Linked DNA regions of Mus musculus: all the other regions are linked to region 2. The links are chromatin contacts, called in public Hi-C maps. All regions are on one chromosome and are shown on one strand. Each heading gives the region's core, a stretch centred on a gene start, on an enhancer-like site or on the middle of the called end of the contact. The rest is flanking DNA. Distances are from core to core; before and after follow the strand shown.

Region 1 (3,772 bases), core at 836-3,335, 640 kb before region 2:
TCTTCCTAGAGAATTCCAGCTTGTGTCAAGATGGCAAAACAAACAAACCAACCCCCCCCCCAACAAAAAACAAAAACAAAAACAAAATGAAGCAAAACAAAACCCAAAATATTGGTGCTTTGACTGTTTTTTTCATTATATATGAGAAGACCCTGATCTTCTTTATAGAATCCCATGTGAACAGTGACAGTTCCCGGTGCACTACCATGTATCCTGCAGAATTGTTAATTCAGTTTGCATTAGAGCGTCTCTTCTTCCACAAATAATACTAACAGTAATGGTTCTGCTTCCAGCACGCTGGCCAAGAGTTTTAAAAGCATTTCAGTCTTTATTTGTGTCCGTGTCACAGTGGAACCTATGACCTATTTGGGATCTGAAAGTTCAGCACCAGCCATATGAACAGCGTAGGGAGGCTCCAGTAGTTAGCTTCTAGTTGTCTGCCTTTTACCTCCCTTCCTTGGGCCCTCCCTTGCACAAGACTGAAAGATGGGTGTCGGCAAACCCTGGGAAACGACCATAGGGGCATTTGTTTCTTATCATTGTGCTCAGGGCCTTCTCTTTGAGACTAAGAATTGAAGTGACTTGCCCAAACAAATATGGCTGTTCACAGTGGAACTAGGCCCGAGGTTTCTGAATAAACTACTGTACTGGCCAAAACCCGGTTTCCTTAGTAAAAAGCTCTTGCCTGTCTCTTTTCACCCAGATTAACTTGTTTGCCTCACGCTCTTCCTGGAGTTTGGAGTCCTTGTTAGCACTTGCATGCTTTCTCTGCTGCTCTGTTGGCCCCAGGAGTATTTCTCCCCACCCCTCCGATCCATTGATGTTAGCAACAGAAACATGGGATGTTTAAAAGAAGAGAATGGTCTAGAAACATGGGGACATTCTTCTGTGGGCCAGTTGCTGCCTTTCGTGTCTTAGGGGACAGGGCTGGCTCTTGAGGGAGCCACAGCCACTGGATTCTCACTCATGGCTGACGTGGAATTTACTATGCAGTCCAGTATGGCCTTGAAATTGACTTCAATCCTCTTGCCTCAGCATCCTGAACACATGGGATCACAGGTGTGAGTCACAGTAGCCAGCTCTGTCCAGAGATTTCTGATTGGATTGTGTGTGTGTGTTCTCTACAACCACCACATCCAGCAGAGTAATGATCAGCATGCAATTTCGTTCAGCACGACTAAATAGCTGGTATTGGTCCAAACTGTGGGAATCTGACCTCGAGTAGTTTAGGCATATTAAAGCAGTGCACAATTTGGTGGAAACTTTCCTGGTTACATGTGCACAATGAAGCCCACATAAACCTCCTTGAAGAACAAAGTAAGCTAAATAAAGATCGGATGTGACTATGTTGAAATCCTTTGTAAAGTACCTGTGACACATTCGGTAGAGATGAGTTCTGTAGATTGAGAAAAATAAGCTCACGATAGGAGTTTTGGGGAGTGTCTGGTGTGGTCCCCAGCTCACTCATATAGCACAAAGATCACCGTGTTATTAACTACGTCTGCTTCCAGATCTCTGGGCAGGTAGCAGGGTGTATATCCCTTCCTTTGAAGGAACAGCCCTGTGTGTTTAACATTCCAGGTTCCCTAGTGTTTATGAGCACAAAGACCTCTCTGTGCCTCCCCCAGGGGCATCTTTACCTGCTCATTGATTCTTAATTGCCGGGCACTTCTGTCAGGCCTTGGTGAGTCTTCAACTTTTTTGGGGGGAGGGGGTGTCCTAATTTATCCTCGAAAAGCCCTCCGGGTCAAGTATCATTTAATACAAATTATTAGGGCAAATGGTCTTCTATGGCCAGTGCTGCCACCACCTGGGGTCTGCCATTATTTCCTTCCTTCGGTGTTTGAGTCCCCTGACTTCTGCTTCACACTCTCTCCTCAGCCCTTTGGAGAAGCTTCACGGAGCCCTGTAGGCTCAGGTAGACCTCTCCCACATGCAATTTCCCACCCGAACCCTCTCATAACCATGACTCTATGCTGTGTGCCATGTGGGCACCGTCCACCATGCCCCTGTGTATTATTGTCCTCACCCTGCCTTCTCCTTATCCTCTGCCCTTTCTTTCAGGCCGGGTGCAGTGTTGCAGGCTCCTCAGTAGGTGGCAACCTTCACAAACAGAAATCAGGCAATTTCTCAGCTGCCAGAATAGTTACCTCAGCTGCTCTTGCTCCCTAATTAGAGACACTTGCTTCCTCTGAGCTGCAGAAGCTGCTCCCAGTGTTATTGTTCTGGGAGGGGGCGGGGGCAATCTGAGTTGTTTGAGTGACCCCACTTTCTGTCATCTCATGCTTAGACCAGAAAATGGGGACTCATGCTCTTCACTGTTCGCTCTCAAGAACACGGAAGCACCTTCTCTCTCATGAAGTATTCCAGCTTTGGTACAGAATTTTTGTTTTGAAGGGGTGATAATGATCTTTATCATCAAAGTAATGGAAAGGAGAAAATATTTTTTGAAACACAAGGCTACACCATTAGATGTAAACAAAGGCATGAAAAAAAGAACAACCCACACACATTATTGGTGATTCTGTCTCCAGTTAACAAGAAGAGAGAGTTGAAATGGGAAAATCAGAGATTTTTGGTACTTGGGAATTTGCTGGAGCAATCAAAGGCATTATGGTTTAGGCCACTCTGAGGTCTCACTATCAGGTCTCTCTGAGTCTACACTATCAGGCCACTCTGAGATCACACCATCAGCTCAATATGAGGTCACTCCTACAGTCCACTCTGAGATCACACTTACAGTCCACCTGAGATCACACCTACAGGCCACACCTTCATGCTACCCTTTAGCTCTATATCTTCACCATCTGTTGACAGGCACTGAAGGAGTCTGGGTAGGCAAGTGGGTGTGCTTCCTTTCCTCACTGTGCCCTCCAGAACGTTGGGTCACTGGTATCAATTTTACCTCCAGGGATGAGTTTCCTGGGTCATCTGATGCCTAGGCCACTTTCCCTTCAGACAGTCTTCAGCAAGAGATCTGATCAGTGGAAAGGAACGAGACTGGCTTTCAGCCAAGGAAACGTCCACTTCTAAGCGTACACTGTGGTCTTCAAAGAACACTGTGGGAAGGCTTGTTCTCGTTTTAACAATGTTTTGATGACCTCAAGCAAGAAAGTTCCTTTCTTAGTCTTATTTCAGAGCCCTTGGCAATGGAGTGATAGCTATTCTGGGGCCACTCTGTGGATCCTTGGCTCTATGTGTTTTTGGCATTCCTGTGTTGTGCATGCACTGTTTAGCATGTGCGTATCGAATTACCTGGGTGTCATTCCAGGCAGGTTTAGTCTATCCTCTCATTTGTTCTTTGAATCAAAGGCAATTTATTCCTGAGAATACTTGTGTCCGATCTGAGAAGGGGTGATCCCAGTGGTCTCTGAATACCTAGTATATGCAGTGATGAATCTTTGGTTTCTGTTGAACTTACAGCATCAGACCTCAGGACTAGAAACCTAGTTTCTTCTTGTTAAGATAAAACTGATTGACCAATAGGAAGTAGTGTAACTGGACTTCTAGGGCACTGAAATGACTCTGTAATGTATATATCATTGCCAGTTGTAACTGATGTAGCGCCCTGGGTCAGAATTACCCTTCTGGGGAGACTGTGAGGGATTGCAGAGGGAAGATCTTTGCGCTTTCTTCTCAATTTCCTGTGGGAAGCCATTATAACCATTAAAACTGATGTGGAAAAAATAAGACTTAAAATTTTTTTTATATATTATGTATATATGTGTGGTTGTGTGTGTGTGAGTACAGTGCCCAGAGAAGCCAGAAGGGA
Region 2 (3,761 bases), core at 339-2,838:
GAGGTACAAGGGATTAGAACGGTAAGGTGAATTTTGGAAGCACGCATTTTAGCCCATAACACAGTTGTTTCCTTTAATGGGGGACACAGTACTCCAAGTCACTGCCATTAGCCACCTGGTAAAGCCTTCTCACCCAGAGTCTTCCCTTTGTGAGGCAGGAGTCAGTTACACAAAGCATCTCATCTGCATGCTTTGTGTAACATTCTTTTTCCTGGCTTACCTCTCTCAGAGGGAGACCGGCTCCTCCAGACCCCATCTCATACGGGACAACAACTGCACCCTTTCTCTTCATAGCTACAGAACTAAGGCTGCTGCTCAAGTATTCTTTACGGGGCAATCATGAGATCCCTAGTAGTGATGATAATAATAATAAACTGTGCCCATTGCACAGAGATAACAGTTGAAAGGCAGTGCAGAAGGAAGGGGCCGCCTGGAGGCATAACCGACTGCTCACGTCAGAGACAAGACATACAGGTTTGAGGAGTGGAAAACTCTCAGTGGCGCCATAATTCTTCCCCGGGGCTGATCACCTGACTAGATGAGGAATAGCTGTAATTGTTGATGGCAACTCAGTCTGGTCTTCATACCTATTTGCAGAAAAATGTTAGCCAGATTATAGCTGAAAACCCTGCTAATTCTGGAGAAGTTTTTGGTCTAGTGCCTAGAACAATTAAAGCATGTATTCACACCTACCACATGCGACACTGAGCAGAATTTCCAGCACAACACTTAGTACTTTATTTTTAAAAGAAATAGCAGAGACTGAGTGGTGCTCGCTCACTCTCCAGCTTCCTAGCTGGGTTTTCACTTGAGACTGGAGGGTGAGGGGCTTCTGAGCTGAAAAGAGATATATTTTTTGCGCTTTTAGAAAATCTTTGCTCAGAATCAGGAAACTTTGGATGCTAAAATGTGCCTGCACCTGCAAAGAAATTAACAAATTCCATTTGCAGGGCTCCGAGAAAAGATGGCTCAGTGTACCAGTTATTCAACCCTGGAGCTTAAGGGAGCCCTTGAACATCTTATTCAAAACTCTTTACTTTTAAGAGAAGGAATAAGGGGTTCTGAAATTTTAAATGGTTCCCCTCAAACCAGATCATCACCCACAAGGCAGAATTATTGTTTGCAGACCAACCAAAAGGGTTTGCTTTTAAACAAGCTTTGTCCTGCTAGCCTAAATTTTATGCAAAGAAAACCAAATAAAATACAGTAGCCCGCATGCAGCACACAGCTCTCTCTAGAGCAGTCTCTACTTGGACTGCAGAATTGAGAAAGGAAGGTCAAATTCCACTCCAAGGTGCTTAGCAAACAAAAGAAACTTTTCTGTGGTTGGTTTAGGAAGCTCCTGGCTGCTGGTCTCCACACAGCTCTCTGGAATCCGATATGAATCTAACACCAGAGGGCGCAGTATCCTTTGTCCTGGTGTCCTTCAGAGCCTTGAGACAGGCTCTGAAGCCTTGCTGGTCTTAAGAAACTCGATTTTCCTCTACTTACACATTTCTTGGAACCAGCTGAATCCCCAGGCTTCTTCATCTCATCTCCTTCCTTCCTAGAGGCCACCAGATTCTCCAAACAGTCTTGTGTGCATGCTGCAGGCTTTAGCAGGAAGGACTAGCGGCCTTCCCATGGCTGTGTCTCTGCTAAGCCTAGGAGACCCTACCAGTGGCCTATTGTCACTTCTCATCATGATCCAAAAGAAAGATGCAAAGCAAAAAAAATTTTTAAATCAGGACAAAATGAGCATCACGTGAGAAAAGGCACATATTCATTCTTTCTACTCACAAAAGAAACGTAATAAATGAAAGAATTGTTCCTGGGAAACTGTTACCCTCTTACAGGCATGTGTCCCCAACAGTCTGTGACTAGCTTTTGGTAGTAAATACTTACCAAAGGGACAGGCCTAAGCATCTGGGGGGTGGGGGACACACCTCTGCTACTCTCGGTCACCCACTCAATACAGTGTACCTATATCTCTCTGTGCCCTAACCAACTTCAGCAGGAAGAAATCTACTCCACACATGCTAACGTCTTCCCATATGAGATACCCTGCACTCCTGTTCCCACAGATAAATGAGCATCTCCTGTAACCACCAACCACCAAAAGCACAGCCTTCTGCAAAGTCCCCAAATTTGCTGTATGTGGCAGCTCAACCTTTAACCTCAGCACTCAGGAGGCAGAGACAAGCAGATCTCTGTGAGTCTGAGCCCAGTCTGGTCTGAATAGCCAGTTCTAAGAGAGAGACAGCTCCCCCTAAAACAAAAACAAAAACACAATTTTCCATTGTTCCATCTGCATAGAGGATCCTAAAGACATCTTAGAAAAAAAGCAATTACATTTATAGAAAGAGGATTTAAATTTGCACAGCCCCTTTTCTTATCTCTCATTGAAGTCTCCCAACAACTCTAAGAGATAGTCAAGGAAAGCCATAGCTTAATGGGCATTCCCCAGCCCTGGCTACCACAGGATGGAGGCAGCCTTAGGGTCTTGGTCATGAAGCTTGGAGAGGAACAGTTTATACAATTACAAGGCCTAGGACGTATACAATTATTACAGATAATTAATATGGTCTCAGTGTCTGAAAACATGTAGCAATTTTGGCTCCTGAACAGGACAGAAAGAAAAAAAGAAAGAAAGAAAACAAAAAGCTGCTATCAACTCTCGTCTTGTAACTTTTTTGATCACAATGTTTCACTCACAAATTTCACATACATCTTATTAGTTCACAGAGAGCAATGGGAAGGGCTGAGCCTGGAGACAGGCAGCCATGTTGTGTTTACTTGAGAGCATTTCTCTTCGACTCATAGAAAGATGATAGCATTTGTCAGGTATATACTCGGCCACTGAGATGAAAACTATAGGTGGTATTTTGGGAGGAAGAGTGAAGCTGAAGGCTTTCACTTTCAGTTTATGTTTTTATATTACTTGAAGAAATTTGATTTATGCCTGTCTTCCTATTATATCTTTTACATTTTGCTGGGGCTAATGAGACTCGTCAGAGCTGCTAGGAAGATGACTTATGTAACATGTCTAGATGGCACGTGCTCTGGCACACAGTTGATACCCACTAAACAGTAGCTCATTGTCAGCTTCTGTACCTCCTTCAAATTGAGCAAATGAACTCCAAACTCAAGATGTTCTGAGGCTGCTCCAGGCCCTGCTCTCAGCTCCTCCCACATCCTTGGGTCAAATCTGCCCCCTACCCCTCCCCCCCACCCCCACCCCCCCCCGTGCCTCAGTTTCTTCAAAATGACAATACAGAGTTGGGTTTAGAAAACTGTGCGGAAGCCAAGATGATCTGTTCCTCACCCAAAATTTCCTGAGATGCTGTCTACAATTTAGCCACACTTTGCAGGAGGATTGCCTCTCAAGCTTGGGCTTAGCAGATAGAATGCTTCCTAGGAGAAACTGCCCTGCAGGCTGTGCCGAGAGGGGCCAATCAGAGACAAAGGAGCAGTCTCCAGGACAAGTACAGAATGTTAGGGAGCTGATGACTTCTGAGCCTTGGACCTTAAACAAGTCATCATCTTTGAGGGGAGGTGGGAAAGGCCTTCGGATGTTTCATGGGTGCAGCTATCCACACAAACCATCTCCAGAGATGAAGAATGCCCTCAGTGGAACAGAAGGGGCATAACTGAAGGTTGGGTCATCCAGGGAAAAGTGACAGCTAGCACCTCAATTCCCTAGGGTGAATCCTGTCTTAGGATCCAGGACTGAACCCAGCAGACCTTCCCTAATCAAACGCTCCCCTCTGGCTTTAAACAAA
Region 3 (4,029 bases), core at 800-3,299, 570 kb after region 2:
CCTATTTAACTCTGTGTTTAAGACATGGAGCACCTGAACTTCAAAGCGGAATGTGTCTGCCACAGGACACAGTGAGATATCAATAAACAAGAGTTATGATGTTGTCTGGTGGCTTTGCATTCCTTGTATGTATGCTGTCCCATAGATGGAATGTGACCTGAGGTAAGGGAGTTTCCCTTCAAGTGCAGGCAATGCTAAAAGAGTCAGCAGTAAGCCCTCGGCAGCCATCATTCTTGGCATAGAAGGGCACATGTGTCTCGTTCTTGAAGAGCAGACTGAGTGAAAAGCACAGCATTCCCTAGAGCCCACTTCCTGGACTACTCAGTTACCTACAAGCTGGGTAGAAACTTCTCCCCATCAGACTTAGTCTCTGAAGTTTCCGGTTCATTTCTAAATCTGGAAAAAAAAAAAAAAAGAGGGATGTTAGCTACTATAGACACAAATGGTGTTTCTCTGACCTCTGGAGCTAGTATATGTGAGGCACCCTTCCATTCTGACCATAACACACTGAGTCGCCTTTGGCTTTTATCATCTTACAGATCCTGTTTCTCAGAGCAAGCCCCACGGTATACTCAAGTCTCATCATATCACAATACCTGCTTCAAAGTCACCACTTCTTAAAATCCTCCTTTTCCGTGGCCTTAAAATCCTCCTTTTCCGTGGCCTCGAAAGGGCATTGACTTTTCGACTCATATAGGGTTTACCAATAGCTTTGTTAAATACACTGAAAAGATACTGAAAACGGTGTAACAGGATCTGTTCATTTTCTACATCCATTTTCAACTTTTTAATCCCTAAAGCGTGTGTGGAAAATTAGTGGAGAGAATTAGCCCAAGGACTTTAATTTGAACGATGGGGGCCCACAGACCAGAAAGCAATAACTGTATGAATTAGTTTGCTAAGGTTGCTATAACAAGCACCACAAACAGAATCAAGGACAGAAACTTCCTCTCTCATAAATAGTCCCAGAATACTATAGTGTACTCCTATGTGGTGACTTTGTTTGGTCCCTCCTTAGGAAGCAAAATCCCTCTCCACACCTTTAATCCCCCTAGTTCTTGGTGACTTGCTGGTGACTTTGATATTCCTTGGCATTCTTGGTGTTCCTTGCTCTATCTCTGCCCTTCTGTTCACATGCTGTTCTCTCTACATGTCTCTGGTCAATATCCCCTTTAATAAGGATAACAATCTTATGAGGTAAGATACACATTAGACTCTACTGTGACCTTATCTCAACTACACTGATCATACACATACACATACACATACACATACACATACACATACACATACACATACACATACACATACACATACACATACACACACACACACACACACACACACACACACATACACATACACATACACATACACACACACATACACATACACATACACATACATATACATGTTCTTGACTCAATTTCCAAATAAGATAATTATCTGAGGTGCTAACAATGAGGAATTCAGCATGTGAAATTTGTGGAAGAATTTAGAGCTTTCTATTAAACTTTAGGGAAGGCACATATAACTTAGGAGAGCTAAGTAGTATAAGTGTCAACCTTGGAGATGAGTATGAGATTTGTTTGTTTGTTTGTTTGTGTTATTTTTCCTGTCTTTAATTTAAGATAGGAAACTTAGATTATGAGCCTCAAGAACAAAGAGTTTCTGTTTCACATGTGTCTGGGAGACTCCCCAGTGGTGGCTTTTCAGATGAAGCAGGACTGTTGAGTACATATCTCTTTGTTCCACCTGAAGATCTATCCCACGAAAGGGACAAGAAAGAACAAAATGTTCTCACTGCATGAGTCCCCAGTAGCTAATCAGTTAATCTCTTGAAGTAAGAGAATTCAATCTAGCAATTTCAATCTCAGGACAAACTCTGTAAGAAGAAAACCCTTGTCACCCCACTTGGTTCACTGACTCAGAACGGCCCACATGCCATGTCGTGTTGCCAAATCGAACATCTGCATTTCAGTTGCTGCATGCCTTTGGCGTTGGCGTTGGCCCTCTGACCACAGCGCTTCCTACAGCAGCTGTTTCAGTGGCTTGGCTTCTTTCTGTTGCCCTAGGTCTTACGGTGTAGCAAGAGGACACCCACAGTGGATGCCAAGAGAGTCATCCTAATGAATGGCATATTACGGACCTTGGGAATGTGACTTGGTGTCGTTTCATAGAGTAGCTGGCTAAATCCCGGTTACTGAAGGATCAAGTTAAATCAGGCAGAAAAATGATGTGGAGATTCTGCTTACAGGAAGTCAGCCACAGAAGCTTGCTTGTCACAACCAAGGCTCCCTTTGAGGAGCTCTACAGGGAGAATTTAAAATGATATGAGAATGACTTAGGTCATGTGGGGCAGTACTGCAGAACGGAAGTCAGTCACAGGCTTCAGAAAGAGGAAGATTCTTTTTCCCACTGTGTTCCCTTCCCATGTAACAGCTCCTTGCTCCCACACTCCTGAATATAAACACTAGTCCATACACTCAGCTATGGGCTCCCTTCTGCAACAATCTCACTGGACACAGAACTTTGTAACCTGATGAAATCCCACCACAAATGGGAAAAACAAAAACAAAACAAGACAAACAAAAAAACATATTTCAGTCCCCAAATGTCAGCAGGAGGATGGGGTAGGGCATAATGAACCTAACTCTAAAGCAAATAAAACATCTTTTAAAATGTTGCTGCTTGCTGCCAAATGTGGGTTCTGTCGCAGTACCACAGGGGGCTATTTGCACATGGCATGGTCTTCCCGATGAAGAAGCATGGCTGGCATGCCAGAAGGAGCTAGCAATTAACACTGCCAACGCCTCTGGAGATGCCTTACAGAAGCCTGAGCTGGAAACCATGGCTGCTAGTCACCCTTCTGCAGCACAGCTGGGATGTGGCCAGCAGTGGCTGCCTCATGTGTGGCCTCAAACTCATTGTTGTGGAATATCAGATCTGTGGGTTTGCTTTGGGAGGGTTTATACCATTGGAGATAGGGCTCAATGTCCTATGTTTCAGTAAGGAGTTAAACTAGTGACTCTAAAGAAAGTTGAATTACCAGACCCCAAACTTTGTAAAGAGGACTCATAATGATATCAGATATCAGATCGTGCATAGTTACCACTGGCTAGGCACATGGAAGTGGTAGGTATGAACTGTAAAGAGGGCTGCAGCTACTGAGCAGATTCTAAATCAGACTAGGGTAAGGGAGAATGACAGTCATCTTATGAACAAAAGAAATGAACAGGTAGACAGCTGCCCTGTCATAGAAGAAATATAAACTGGTTTCTAGGTTCAGTTCCAGAGACTACCACTCCCCAGTACCCCAGTATTGTAGTATTCATATATACACACACACACACACACACACGCACGCACATTAGGATAAACATGTAGATTTTAAAATTATGATTGTTGAGTACATAAGAGTATTATCTAGTAAAAATTATATATATATATATATATATATATATATATATATATATATATATATATGTGTGTGTGTGTGTGTGTGTGTGTGTGTGTGTGTGTGTGTGTGTGTGTGTATAGGATTATAGATGGGTACTTATCACTAATCAATGGTCTCTTTCACATTCTACAAACATTCATGGACTTGGATGCCTCCTAAGAGCAGGTAAAACCTAATACATTACAGAGAAAACCTCTATCCCCTTGGACTGTATATTTTAATGAGCGAGAGAACGACCAACTGGACAAATGAGCAGGTGAATAAAAAGAGACGCTTTCAAGCTGTAGGGAGATCTATAATCAAAATGATGAAGGATGGATGGGCTGCAAAATATCTCAGCAGTTGAAGGTGCTTGCTGCCAAGCCTAATGACCTGAGTTCCATCTGGGACCCACATGTTCTAAGGAAAGAACTGACTCCCATAAGTTGTTCCTCTGGCCTCCCCATGTGCACCGTGGCATGCACTACTCTATAATAAATAAATGTAGTGAACATTTTAATTAAAATTATAAAGGATGATATGACATGGGACTTAAAAGGTTGCTTTAAGTAGACTTGTTCTAGAATATT

What was found. Hi-C and Micro-C count contacts between places; a contact is called where the count stands out from the background.
Region 1: a Hi-C map of cortical neurons shows a contact between it and region 2, with 5 times the contacts expected there. The contact joins two enhancer-like sites. A contact is called at or near these places in 2 of 484 Hi-C or Micro-C datasets (cortical neurons and embryonic stem cells) and 3 of 115 datasets of contacts at active chromatin or transcription factors (embryonic forebrain, embryonic stem cells and forebrain).
Region 3: a Hi-C map of muscle stem cells shows a contact between it and region 2, with 2.0 times the contacts expected there. The contact joins two enhancer-like sites. A contact is called at or near these places in 1 of 15 datasets of contacts at CTCF or cohesin (the NIH/3T3 cell line), 7 of 484 Hi-C or Micro-C datasets (the C2C12 cell line, brown adipocytes, embryonic stem cells and 4 more), 10 of 115 datasets of contacts at active chromatin or transcription factors (T-cell acute lymphoblastic leukemia, a beta-TC-6 cell line, cardiomyocytes and 7 more) and 1 of 9 other capture datasets (embryonic stem cells).

What each region holds. Positions count from the first base shown.
Region 1 is chr4:83,181,819-83,185,590 of GRCm38.p6, reverse strand. The region is part of intron 1 of Gm46887 (a long non-coding RNA gene); the gene reads left to right. Among named protein-coding and RNA genes, the nearest start is that of Gm46887, 2.8 kb to the left of the region's middle. Within about 2 kb of position 2,085, at least 33 of the 459 cell types and tissues checked have an H3K27ac peak or open chromatin away from gene starts, as enhancers often do. A contact at or near this core is called in cortical neurons, where this site is marked.
Region 2 is chr4:82,539,953-82,543,713 of GRCm38.p6, reverse strand. All of the region lies in intron 1 of Gm11266 (predicted gene 11266), which reads right to left. Among named protein-coding and RNA genes, the nearest start is that of Gm11266, 34 kb to the right of the region's middle. Within about 2 kb of position 1,588, at least 38 of the 459 cell types and tissues checked have an H3K27ac peak or open chromatin away from gene starts, as enhancers often do. A contact at or near this core is called in cortical neurons and muscle stem cells, where this site is marked.
Region 3 is chr4:81,968,676-81,972,704 of GRCm38.p6, reverse strand. No RefSeq gene overlaps it. Among named protein-coding and RNA genes, the nearest start is that of Gm46886, 37 kb to the right of the region's middle. Within about 2 kb of position 2,049, at least 27 of the 459 cell types and tissues checked have an H3K27ac peak or open chromatin away from gene starts, as enhancers often do. A contact at or near this core is called in muscle stem cells, where this site is marked.